Linked DNA regions of Zea mays: region 1 is linked to region 2. A link is a contact called in public Hi-C data. All regions are on one chromosome and are shown on one strand. The core of a region is the stretch at or near the end of the contact, and the rest is flanking DNA. Distances in the headings are between cores, read along the strand shown.

Region 1 (6,760 bases), core at 3,495-5,994, 420 kb before region 2:
GCACCATGGCGAGCAACTCGTCATCGAGGCCGTACACGTCGCAGAACCCCACGTCCTCGGGGACCCCCAGTCCCCACATGAACTACACCGATCGTGCAGGGAACGAAAGGGCGCCGTGAGCGAGGAAGGCCAAGGGGCCGAGTGGGAACGAGCCGTGAGGTATCAAAACTCAGAACAGATGAGGGGATGGGTGGGTGTACCTGGTTCATGACGTCGGGGTTGGCCTCGAGGGGAAGCCATCGCTTCACCATGGCGACAGGCGCGGCGCGCGCCGGAGGAAAGGAAGGCGGAACTTCTGTGAGTAGGTAGGTGATGGCGGCGGCGATTTTGCGAGGCGAATCGGGCGCTTTTTGTTAGTACGCTTCAGTTGCTAGTTTGTTCCCATTTTTCAGACGCTCTCGGTTATAGTGTATTTTTTTTAAAAAAAAAGTCGAAATTTTGGTTACTGATGATGAATGAATATTGCGAATTTCGCCACGCCATGAAGTGCGTCCGATCCAATTTAAATACGAGAGCTACAGAGGCGTTCTTCCTCTAAAATGAACTGAAAGTTGCTATGCCTTTCGCAGTCTCCAATGCTGAACTGCGGAGCACGCGCCGGCAGGCAGCACCGGAGCACCCCGATGATTCTTCCACGGCGTGGCGTCTGTTTTCACTTTACAGCGAAGTTACCCAATTGCCCTGCGCCTGCTCTTTCTGTTGCTTTCTTGCGCTGCGGTTTTTTTCAAGTTCGCACAACGGCATTCCGCCCGTGGTGGATAACAATGACACGGCCGGCCGGCAAACCCTCGCGTGATCGGCTCATCAATGACATCGGTGGGCAAGGCAGCAACTGCTCGCGACGCCATCAACACAGCTCGGCCCGTTGGCCGGTCACGCCACACAGCTCCTTCCCAGAGCACCAAACGTCGTCTGGTTCTGCACGTGTGCGCCCCAGACGAGCACAGATCGGCAAGAGCAGGCGTTCGTATCGCGGCGGCGAGCTCACGCGGAGTACCAGTCCCGGACTCATCAAGGGTCCAAGGCAACAGGAACAGATGCATTGCATAAACAAGGAGGAAAGGGCCTTCTTAGCTGCTTTTCAGGTTTGCTGCAAATTGCAATGCATACTCTATACATAGTTCCATACATAAACTCGAAATGTGCCAAAGCAGGCAAATGGCAACACACACCTACCTAATTTTGGTCGATTCAAACCTGACAATTGTGCATCGACGGCGAGGCACAAATCACCATATCGAATCACACAAACATCAAAACCGACCATACACGGACAGTACGCAAACAATAGCTGCCACTGGGCACGCACTGCTCTTAAAAGAACTCAAAGTCCAGGTATTTTCCGGCCGACTTCACGTCTGCTCCGACTACCCGCTTGCTGTTGCTCCCGATCGCCTCCGCCACCCCATACTTCACAGGCAGCTCGGCCTCAACAGGCCTCGGGACCTCGGGAGGAGTGCTGCACCGGATGAGAGCCCAGTTCACACCCTCGAAGAAGGCATGCTGCTTTATCTCTGTCGCTCCCCGCTTCACGCCCAGGCGGCTCTGCGGCTCCTTGACCAAGAGCCCACGGATGAGGTCTCTGCTCGAGTAGCTTGTGGACGGCGACTCCGGAAATTTCAGTTGCTGGCCTACCACGTTGAACAGGGTGGCGCGGTTCCCTGACCCCTTGAACGGGGTCTTGCCGTACAGCAGCTCATGCAGGAAGATGCCGAAGGTCCACCAGTCGACAGCGCTTCCGTGCCCTTCGCCTTTGATGATTTCAGGGGCCAAGTATTCATGGGTCCCGACAAATGACATCGACCGAGCTGATGTTGGCTCGGCAACAAGCTCGGGCAGGGTGCCGGCGTTATGTCCCAACTCAGACCTTGCCTTTCGAGTCTTCTTCTTGCTCTTCTGTCCGAAGAATTTGGGGAGGAAGCACGCAGGCTGGATACAAGCTGAAGTAGGTTCTATGCAAGCAGGCTGTACACAGAAAGAACCACCTGCTCTTCTGGGATCAGAATCGAAAGCTGATGTTCTGATGAGTGTAGGTGAGACTGCACATCTCAGCGAGAGGTCAAAGTCTGAAAGCATTATGTGCCCATCATCGCGCACAAGAACATTTTCAGGCTTCAGATCTCTATAGACCACTCCCAACATGTGTAGATACTCCAGAGCTAGAAGTACTTCTGCGGCATAAAACCTGCACAGAATCAGGGCACTCCATGATACTGCTTACGGCTTCTATAAGGCTACTCAGCATGACTAACTACTGTTGAATTATCGCACAAATGAAACAAAGCTAAGAGTCTAACATGGCATAATATCTCTCTTACTTGATGCTACTCATCAAATGGGCCCTGCTGTACAAATTTTACTCCACTAATGAAGGAAACATTTTAGGATACCTAACCAAGTGCACTTTGTTCTCTACACATCACTCATAAAAGCTATTAGACTCTATTCGGGAATTTGTAGAGAGCATATCTGAACAAAGTTAGATTCTTCACAAAAAGGCCAATAAAACTAGACGGTTAGATTCTCCATAAAAAGCCCAATAAACAAGGATAGTAACACTACCAATAAAACTAGATGGCAAGATTCTCCATAAAAAGCCCAATAAACAAGGATAGTAACATTAGATCACCTTTTTCAATTAAACCAGTAGTAAATTAAATTAACAAGATCCCCAAATGTGAATAGAATTTTCTTTCTGCAGGTGAATGTGCCAAACAAGTTGCATCCTTTGAAGTATAATAGTGTTCAATATAGATTACCTTGCAGCATACTCAGAGAAATGCTTTCCTGGTTGTCTCTGTCGCAAAGTATGCAGATCACCACCTGGACAGAATTCCATCACCAAACAAGAGAACCTGTCGGTTTCAAAATGTGTATACAACGTTGGGAGGAATGGGTGGTCAAGAAGCTGTAGAATCTCCCTTTCAGTTTGAGCCCTATTTAACTTTTTCCTACTTGCCAAGGATGCCTTGTCCATTACCTTCATTGCAAAGTAGCACCGAGTTCCACTTAATTCTGAGAGGTAAACACTGCCAATGTCACCACAACCAAGACGCTTTAGTAGTCTAAAATGGCTCATTCCAAGCACGCTATCACGAGTTCGTACAGCATGAATTGCCTTCCATCTAGGATCATTCCCCTTGTGAGGCTTGCTGGCACCTCCAGTGATGTGGCTCCAGCTGCTGTCATCACTAACAACACTGCTATCACTTGCTCGACTCATGCTGGTTTTTGCACTTTCTAGTAAGTCACCTCGAACACCCTTTACACTCTCACAGTTCCTCTCCACATTGAGCATTGCTTCACCAGCTATGGTCTCGCTTTTATATGTGCTCGTGCAGCTGTTGAGGGTGCTCATAGCAGTGACCACACCCATGCTGTCAATACTACTGTGAGGGCTAACATTGCCACTCGGAGGGAGTGAAGCGTCCCAGACGCACTCCTTCTCCTCCGAGTCCTGAGGCAAAGAGGTAGCCTGAGACGACCTTGCTGTGGTGACTGATGCCACTGCAGAAGCAGATACCTTCCTCTCTTCAGCCATACCTTCAGCACCGCCTGCACCTACCACCAGATTTGCCTTTGCGCCTGTAACACGGATCGAGAGGTCATCTATGAAAGGCCCCTTCACCGAGACTCCTCGCACTAAACTAACCGGTGGCTCGGACTTCTCGTCGATTGCAACATAGACTGTCTTCATGATATCCATGTCAATAGGCTCTGGAGGGTGACTAGCCCCAGAGAAGGAGCTCCGGACACCTTCATCAGAGGAATCCATGCTCCGGAAGCTCTCTTCGCCATCATCTGGCAAATCCGTCTCTTCTTGCTGTTGGGAGTCATTCCCTTCACATGACGCCTTTATAGGTATCGGTGGCTCCGAGCTCTGAACCTTCTGGGCAGTGAGCACAAAAGGGTCTTTGGGCTCAGCAATCTTGTCTACAGCCTCCATTCAGTCTCAGCATAACAAGTGCACAACCACCTACTGGGTCGTTTCTTGACGAATCCCCAAGCAATTCTCTACAGCCACCTGTTTCCTGGCACCCGGTGAGCAGATTTCTGCGCAGACAGCACTCCACCCTACAAGAACCACAAGGATTTCATTGTCTAAAAAAATGGGCGAGGAGCAAGGAGATGAAGGAAACCGTTCGCCTCAATCCAAAGAGTTCCAAGAATCCAACCTGCTTCCAGACTAATTCTGGGCGCCACCAAGCCAAGCAACTCCCGGAAGTAGGACAAACTCCACACTGTGCAAACACGAAAAGTGCCGTTCAATGCTTCAATCCATCGGATTAGACATTACTCTCTTGCGAAAACAACAACCCACCAAATTATTCCTGCGTTGCTTAAATCCCACGACTCCCTCGCCGACGCAAAATCCCAAGAACCACACCTGAAATCCCCCGTTCGCTACCCGGAAAATGCACCCAAACCGCATTCAGAACTTTCCCAGACACACCCAAAAATAACCAGCAAAACCAGCGCATCCCCATCTCCTTCGCAAACAAGAGACGCAACCATCCCGAATCCGAGAAGCTTAACTGAAACGAAAGAAATAGTCACCTCGAATGATGGGAGGTGAAGATCCCGGGGCACTCTCCGTGCTCTTGGCTCCCAATCTTCCACTCGCTTCCCCCACCGCCCACCCCTGCTCCGCTCGTACCAGTCCCCGAGTAACTCCGCATTCGCACGCACTCTCTCTCTCTCTCTCTCTCCTCTCGTGAAGAGGGGAAGTGGAGTGGAGGACAAAAGAAAAAGCGAAAGGCGTGGTAACTGTTGTGGAGCTCTGCTCGGAGTCGGAAGTGGGGGCGTATGATATTTGCTTCCCTTGCTTTTCTTCCTCCTCAGTTTTTACCTCTACAACTAGTTTGGTAACTTTCTTTAAAAGATTTATATTTTATTAAAGAAAATTAAATTATTTTTTGATAAAATTAAGTTGTCAAATTAACCCTTAGAAATTTTAATGGAACGGACAGATTTACTGGTGGAACGCGTGGCTGCTCCGCTGCTATAGCCTATAGCTTGCTACAGCCAGCCGTTTACCGCCGGTAATCACAAGCTTACTTTAGTCTTTTATACTGATCACACAGCTTTGTTTCTTGTAGGTTGTGGTCCTTCTTTTTGTTTTTGTTAAGTCATGTATAATGAGAAGACACCAAAACGATTCTCCAAACATAAGAGATAATTAAAAGACTCAATTATACAATATAGTGTCTATAAATGTAGTCTATTAATAAATACAGAAGTAAATGTGTTTGTACAGCATCGGATCAATAGAACAGACGACAATTTCGTACAATGGAGAGTGACGTGTTTGTTGCTACTTGGGTTACGAGCTAGAGGCGTCTCTTCACGAAGAGATGGCTCCACGATTTTTTTTGCAAATACTCCCTTTAAACATCTCAAGAGTCTCTACATTAAACACCATTGTACATGCCTTTAGACTATATCAGCTTACCCATTCATATATTTATATTTAAATTCTACTTTACGAATAGTACAATCTACAATACAAATAAATACTTTTATGTAAACTATTGATAGATTGTTGCACACATTCTTACGGCTACAGCGAGCCGTTTACTGCGCAAAAACATCAACCCTTGCCGATCATTGAAAAAAAACATGGCTTTCTGTGATGACTTAGGGTGCGTTTGGTTGCGGGGCAGCCAAATCAGGGACGTCCTCTGGTGTCCCCTCTCGTTCCTCCAATTTTGAGAGAGAACACTGAGATAGTACTGTCCTAACCTTTAACTCTGAACCAAACAACCTTATTTGAGGGATCGTCTCATCCCGTCCCGTCCTGTCATTGCAACCAAACACATCCTTAAGCATCTCTAAGTATTAGTTTGGTAACCTTTTTTCTCAAGCGATTTTCAATTTTTCAATGAAAATTAGTTTATTTTCTCTTTAAAAAATAGGAATCATTTAGGAAAATGTTGTTACCAAACTAGACTTAAGAAGGAATTCTAAAACGGAGTCCTAAAATTTGAAATAGGACCATATTTAAGATGTTTAGGGCCTCAAATTTTTTACTCCAACAGTTAGACCTAATAAAACGATATTATTTAAGAAATAAAACATATTATCAGGAAACAATTAGTTATAATTTAGAAAATATTTAGAACCCGAAAATACAAATATTATAATCATTTGGTAAATTTCGTTGTTGAAGGATATTTTATGGTCTCGAACTCTATATTTAAAAATAGGGTCATATTTAGAGCCTCTCTTGGAGACACTATAATAAATGTTATTTAGGCTCTATTTGGTTCCACTTCTAAACTTAAGCTACCTTGAAACTAAATATACCAGCTAATAAACTAGATAAACTTTATCGAGAGTCCAGCTTCTATTATCTCATTATCACAACCACAACTGACAGCTAATATTGGGCCATTGGCTCGTATAACCATTATTTTCACTACTAGTAACACCAAATCAAAAGTTATGCATATCTGGTTCATTATCTAGTGAATCAAATACTACACTGCTAGCTAAACATTAGTTACCTAATATTTTCATTTAAATTTTAGCTGACATAGAACCAAACAGGTCTTAGGATTTATGTGCTCAGTTTTTGGTTAGCTTTGAAGATTAGTATCTGAATCGTAATTCATGTTTGTCCCAACACAATGATCTGTGTTGCCGATTTTAATAAAGAATATTTAATACGTAATTCTTATAGTTATGACAATATATTTTCACCCAAAAAATTTAGCTAAACGTATATTGGAGAGTGGAGACTACATTAATAGTCATGAAA
Region 2 (6,888 bases), core at 1,192-3,691:
CATGCAGTACTAGCTAGTTCGTCTGTATGGAGTATATCTTTTCAGAGCTCCAGGCTAATCATTTTATGCTCTCTGAATCTTTGACTATTCAGGACGTCGCCTGGCCTCTCTTTCAAGCCGTCAGATCATTGGTGCTATCCTCGTATGTTATCTTTCTACAGAGATCGCGTTCTCGGAAAAGCTCGTCGAGGTTCCCTTGGAAGAAAGGAACGAAGCCGATAAGGGCCGGTTGGATCAGAGAATACGTTTACTACTCACTTTCAGAGCAGTTTCTAATAATACTCCCGATGTCTCGATCGTCTAACGCCTGACATGCCTCTTTTTCACAGTCTCTCCTAGGAGAGGAATCAGTCCAAGCCAAGCTTCTCTACACTCCCAAGCAAGTAAACCCAAACTCACATTCACAGTCTCGGCCACAAAATTAATCTTTAATCCCAAACATAAAAGACCATACATGGGAAAGAGAGAGAGAAGAAGAAGAAGAAAAGTCATATAGCCGCAGCCTCTAGCTACATCAGGCTTGAATACAGCGTTCCTTCTTGTAGTCACTAAGCTGGTGTGTTCCCCTAAACAGTACCTGTAAACACGTTTTAGGTTTGCATTTATTTGTAAAAAACAATCATTTCTCGCTAATTTTCCAAGTGACTTTACCTAATTACTGGGTTCAGGCGGATTTGTTTCAGAATGTTGCAATCCTATTGATTTTTTACATATAACGTCCGCTAATTTATAGAGGTTATTTCTGCATTTTCTCACCTTTCGCTTCAGCTCTGGCATTTGGTGCTGTTTTAATTGGAAGTTGGTAGCTCAAAACATATATCTTCAGGCGGATAAAAGATAAGGCTGTCCGCACTCGAAAGCTGTAAAGCATGCGCTACCGGATACAGTTAGAAATGCAGTAAAAATCTGCTGCAACGTTGCACCTTACCGCCCACCTTAAATTAAAGGAAGACATGAAAAACGCTACTTCTAGAGCTACTCCAAATCTCCCTCCTCCCGTCATGGAAACTTGTGCGCTGACAGCGTGAGGCGATGTGGCTGTACGTGTGTGGTAGCATGGTAGAAAGAAATAATATAATATGTGGTAGTTGGTATAGAGTTGAGATATGAAGTAGATATGACTGCGGAGAATTGTAGTATAGAGTAAAGAATTTTGCTGACTAGGACAGAATATTCCTTTTAGAGTAGAAATTTAGAGTTATATGAGTGCGGATAGCCTAACAACCTGGAGCAGCGCCTGCAGCTTCTTGGGTTTTTTTTTTTTTGTTGAAGTAATCACAGCTAGCAGCCTGCAGATGACAGTGCCTGATGAGGCATGCTCTCCGCGGAGGGTCAATCACATGTCAACACGTCGCCATGGTCCTGCACCTGCTGTTGCCTAATAACATGGTCATCAGTAGTATATTGATGGTCTCCTTGTAGGGCTCATGTAGATTTGACCTCACACTCTGCTTTCCAGCAAAGCACGATAATAAATCTTACCTTCAAGGCTAGATCACATTCACATATGAAGGGTACGAGAATCTGTGCTCTACGTGACCACATCCTAGTACAGATTTCATCGCCATTTATAAACAGCGACAAGATCCACTACACGCATTTACCTGCTGGAGCCTGGATCCCTGTGCGGCTGTGCCATGTGTGAGCTTCAGCTGTGGCAACATAGAAAATGCCGGAGCCGTCAGAGACAGCACATTTGCAGATGTACCAACAGCAAAGTACTGGTGTGTGTGAAGACTGAGAGTGTGTTTGATTGAAGAGTCAACTAAAATGAAACCGTTTTTTGTTTGGTCGGAGCGTAGAGAGGAGGAGAGCGCTCGCGTCTAAGGAAGCTCTCGTATCTGGTCATATCTGGTCATTTTAGTGGAACGGGGACTACGGGAGCATTTCAATTATTTATAATAAATTTCTATATAAAGGCTTTAAAAGTCATTCGGTTCCTATTTTTCGAAAATAAACATCCAGAAAATAAGAATAAAGTCGGTCTATTTTTCTCCACTTCTCAACCAAATACACCCTAATTAAATGGAGAAGCGATGAGAGTATGTGCCTGAATCTGCAACCATATATTTCATCCAAGTAAAAATGAATCCGAACAACGAAACAACCTAGCATCTTTCGCCTCAAGGTTTTCAAACTTGCATTGTCTGAGAAGTGGGACAAGAACAGCAGCATTTCGCGTCGCGCTGCAGCCTGCAGCTAGAAAAGCCTCCCAGCAACTCCAGCTGTGTTGGCATGTGCGCGCGCTGATCTGCGTATAGTGTTTTTTGGGGGCGAACATGCACATGACTCACGCACGGCACGGATGAACGGCGTCCACCTGGCATCGGACAGGAACGAGCACACACTGAGCTCCAGCGGTCGCTCGCTGCAGCCTGCAGGGGAGAGCGAGCAGCAGCAGGAGACATGCACTTAATTCTGAAGCTGCTGCTCCCCCATGCGAGCTAGATACTCTCCATTAGCCAGTAGCTAGGCAAGGTTCCCCCCCAGTTAAGTTACTGACGGACACAAGCATCCATCGTCTACTGCTAGTGCTGGTGCTGGCCTGCTGGATTGGCTAGCTCGCTCGCGTGGGTGAGGCCAGTACGCCAAAAAGCTGGACAAGCGCAGAGACTTCATTGCCCACCGTCCGAGTGGCCATGAACTTGAATGCCCTCCTCCTCTCTTTCTCGTATAAATAGTAGCCGCGAGCTCGATTCGATCGTCCCCGGCTACGTCCACCCAGGCCCAGCCACAGATGAAGAAAGCGCAAGCCACCAGGAGGAGCTAGCAAAAGAAGGAGGAACGAAGAGAAGAGAGAAATTAACAGCTCGAGAGAAACGGAGCTAGATAGTAGCAGGGGCGCTGCTCGCTAGAGGCCGTTGATATGGCGCTTCGCGACGTGCTGCTGTCCATAGCGCAGACGCCGCACCGGCTGCGCAGGAGGGCGCTGGTGACGTGGACGCCGACGCAGGAGCTGAACGAGGTGCGGGACCGGTCCGGGGCGCGCATGAAGCGGCGGCTGGAGTGGTACGACCTCGTGGGGCTCGGCGTGGGCGGCATGCTCGGCGCGGGCGTCTTCGTCACCACGGGGAGGGTGGCGCGCGACACCGCGGGGCCCGCCGTCTTCGCGTCCTACGTCGTCGCCGGCGTCTCCGCGCTGCTGTCGTCCTTGTGCTACGCCGAGTTCTCCGTGCGCGTCCCCGTCGCCGGCGGCGCCTTCAGCTACCTCAGAGTAACGTTCGGTAGGTTAATAATTACGACTCTTTCATTTCCTCTCGCGCCATGGTTTCACGCTGCTACTGTACGTTTAAAAGGAAGGAGGAATCACTTGAATCAATTAATGAAACGTAACGGTCAGATATATGTGTACCGTAAATTAAAAAAATGTGTTCATGTCCTAATTAATAATAAAGGACAGGTACTTAATAAAAGTGGACAATGCAAAGCAAAACCCTTCTATGAATATGATCCTTCCTAGCTAGCTACATCTTGTCAGGCGAGTTCGTGGGGTTCTTCGGCGGAGCGAACATTCTGATGGAGTACGTGCTGTCAAACGCGGCGGTGGCGAGGAGCTTCACGGACTACCTGGCATCGACGTTCGGGGTCACGGAGCGCAACGCGTGGAGGATCGTCGTCGACGGCATCGCCGACGGGTACAATGAGCTGGACGTGCCGGCCGTCGCGCTCATCCTTCTCATAACCGTATGCCTGTGCTATAGGTAACAAATTAATAATGCATGTAGACCATTAACTTGTGCCTTTTATAGTCGTCTGTCCTTTGAGACTGTCATTAGTGATATATATAGGGTTCTGTGTTCTTACTTCCTGTATTTTATGATGGGCACAGTAGTAGTACAAATTCTGTGCATGACTTGCTATATCAATGCGATGACACAAAAACACATGGATACATTACATACTAGTAGCTTGTTCTCTGGCTGCTGTTGATTTTTTTTTAAAAAAAACACGCTTTGCAAAAAGATAGTATTAGCATCATTGACCAGACCGATTAAATTCGCAACTGCTGCACGCAGCACCAAGGAGAGCTCGATGCTGAACATGGTGCTCACGGTGTTCCACCTGCTCTTCTTCGCCTTCATCGTCGCTGCCGGCCTGTGGAACGGCAGCGCGAGGAACCTCGTGCGGCCGCACGGGCTGGCCCCCTACGGCGTCCGCGGCGTCCTGGACGGCGCCGCCGTCGTCTACTTCAGCTACATAGGCTACGACTCGGCGTGCACCATGGCCGAAGAGATCCGGGACCCCTCCCGCGCGCTCCCCGTCGGCATCGCCGGCTCGGTGCTCGTCGTGTCCGGGCTCTACTGCCTCATGTCCGTCGCCCTCTGCGTAATGCTGCCCTACACCGAGGTGGGTGACCATGCATGCGTACGCACTCCTGGCCGGTCGCTCGGTGCCTAGATAAGCTAGATGTTCTCGCCTCACCGTACGTGCAGATATCGGAAGCCGCCCCGTTCTCGTCGGCGTTCAGGGAGAAGGTGGGGTGGAGGTGGGCGAGCAGCGTGGTTGGCGCCGGCGCGAGCATCGGCATCGTGGCGTCGCTGATGGTGGCGATGCTGGGGCAGGCCAGGTACCTGTGCGTCATCGCCAGAGCGCGTCTCGTGCCGTTGTGGTTCGCCAAGGTCCACCCTTCCACAGGCACCCCCATGAACGCCACCATCTTTCTAGGTATACACACAACAAGAATGCAGATCTTTTTTGCAAGAAAGATGATACACCAGCGACGACCCGTGTTATAATTTTGCAGTAAAGTTGCAGTCGTACATGCCGGGTAGCTTGAAAATATTTTCTGCAAGTCCAGATATCAGCACTATTGAGTACAAATGTTTTTAACTTTTAACTCCCAAATGGTTGGAATGGTGACATAACTAGTGTTAAGAGAACTATATACAAAATAAAATACATCGTTCCCAAGAAAAAGCAGATCAAGAGAACTATATACATGTGTATGTGTAGAAAAAGGGACAAGCAAGCAGTAGTAGTAAATATAATAGTTAAAGTCATAAGCTTATGAATCTTAAGATAACTTATAAAATAAACCTAGTCTAGACCAAGTGAGCCATATAATAAATAAGCTGCCCTCTTGCCCTAGATTAGCTTCACTTTTGCTTTGATGCTCTGATATGGACTTCCAATATCGAGGGGCAGAGTCCACATAACAAGCATTGTTTTCCATGATTGAGTTATTGTTTCTATAGTTAGAGCAGGTTATTAAGATCAGTATACATTAGCTATAGTTAGAGCAGGTTGATGAATGCTCTGATATCCATAGTCACAGACGTGTCACTAGAGAATACAGAGCCCCCCTTTTTTTTGCAATACATTCTTACAGCCTAGCGCTTTCTTTGCCCAGGGTTCTGCACTGCATCATTAGCACTCTTCACGGAGCTGCAAATAGTGTTCGAGATGATATCCATCGGAACCCTGCTGGTCTTCTACTTGGTCGCCAATGCACTAATCTACCACCGGTACGTGAAGGTCGGCACAAACCGGCCCCTGCATGTCCTCCTCTTCCTGCTGCTCCTCACCCTGAGCTCTCTCGGCTTCTCCCTCTCGAGGAAGATCGATGGGTGGTGCCAGTGGGGGATGACACTGTTCGGCGCAGTCTCCATAGCAATCACCACCATCTTCCACTGCACAGCACGGCAGGACATCGCCGGACCCTCGTTGGAGTGGTCGGTTCCTCTGATGCCATGGCCTGCCGCTGCATCTGTCTTCCTGAATGTGTTCCTGATAACCACTCTCAAGGTGAGATCATACCAGAGGTTCGGCATCTGGAGCCTTGTGACCATAGTTTTCTATGTCTGCTATGGGGTGCACTCCACATACTCTGCAGAAGAAAATGAGATTGTCAATGCAATGATCCATCATGCAAATTTGGACATATCTTAGCAGTGGCAGGTTAATTATATGCCAGAAGTTACATTAGAGCTCAATAGATTGGCAATTAGGCCATCTTGGAGATGGTCCTAGGCCTAAAGATGGTGCAAAAGAGTATTTTGCTTTAGGTTAATCCCTCTTTTTTTTTCCTGCTTTTGTGCTTTCTGATTGGCCCAAAACTATTGGCATGTGCTTACTTTTTGCTCGAGGTACATATGCAGGATTGTGCAAGGCATGTGTCCGTTTGGCCAGTGATTTGAAAATCTATCTATTTTCACCACAACAAATGACAATGCCCTAGAATGCAGGAAACTATCAAACATCAGCATGATGACTGATCTGTTCCAGCTAGAAATTACTTTCACCTGCAACTAGCCATTCCTGCAGATAGAGCAGGAGTGAGCATACAAAAAAAATGTATCAAAGTTTACTGGAAAGCATATCCTAAAAAATGTAAAAGCACTGGTGTACTTCATAAAAATCATTGTAATTGAACCATGAGAAGCTGAAGTTAATGATTTTGCTTTTCTGTGTAACTCATACATGGAGAGAAATAAACAGAGGAAACCAAAACGAAAACTGTGTTTAGACTTCAGAATAATTACTGATACTATTTCAATCACACTATTTCCATTAGTATGGAGCAAGAGTTCGCTCAGATAGCTTTAACACATGAACACATTGATACCATTCATCTTTCATGCCATAGAGTTTGATGCCTAAAGGCACACAATTCACTTGTGTGTTTGAGAAAAGAATGACAGTTCCTCGCCAAGAAAAAATAGATCATACAAGCACATCCTCTAACCTTACTGGTCCAGGAAATAACTAGGCGTGAATTTCACAAGAAGCATAGAAGACATTTTTAGTTCTGAGAACTAAATAATCTGTATTCATGTTATAATAAAAGGAGGCTCCATACAAATTTCAAAAGTTACATCAAGTCCATTCCTAAAGAAGAACGTATTTACAATTTATCAAGACATGTAGACTAATGAGGTGCAAATATTC

The links. A called contact is a pair of places that touch in the nucleus more often than the background predicts.
Region 1: a Hi-C map of ear shows a contact between it and region 2, with 1.8 times the contacts expected there. The contact joins the promoter of LOC100285441 here to the promoter of LOC103641904 in region 2. A contact is called at or near these places in 2 of 25 Hi-C or Micro-C datasets (ear and tassel).

Annotation. Positions count from the first base shown.
Region 1 is chr10:137,064,528-137,071,287 of Zm-B73-REFERENCE-NAM-5.0, reverse strand. It overlaps LOC100285441, which reads right to left and starts at 4,744. Exons shown (of 3, transcript NM_001158334.1): 1 at 4,558-4,744; 2 at 2,760-4,074; 3 at 1,073-2,185. The coding sequence starts at 3,946. The coding sequence ends at 1,315. LOC100282795 (ubiquitin carboxyl-terminal hydrolase isozyme L3) reads right to left here and starts at 312. Exons shown (of 9, transcript NM_001155701.2): 1 at 201-312; 2 at 1-82. The coding sequence starts at 251.
Region 2 is chr10:136,640,852-136,647,739 of Zm-B73-REFERENCE-NAM-5.0, reverse strand. LOC103641904 (cationic amino acid transporter 6, chloroplastic) reads left to right here and starts at 2,441. Exons shown (of 5, transcript XM_008665213.4): 1 at 2,441-3,224; 2 at 3,479-3,701; 3 at 4,017-4,347; 4 at 4,434-4,665; 5 at 5,351-6,888. The coding sequence starts at 2,867. The coding sequence ends at 5,889.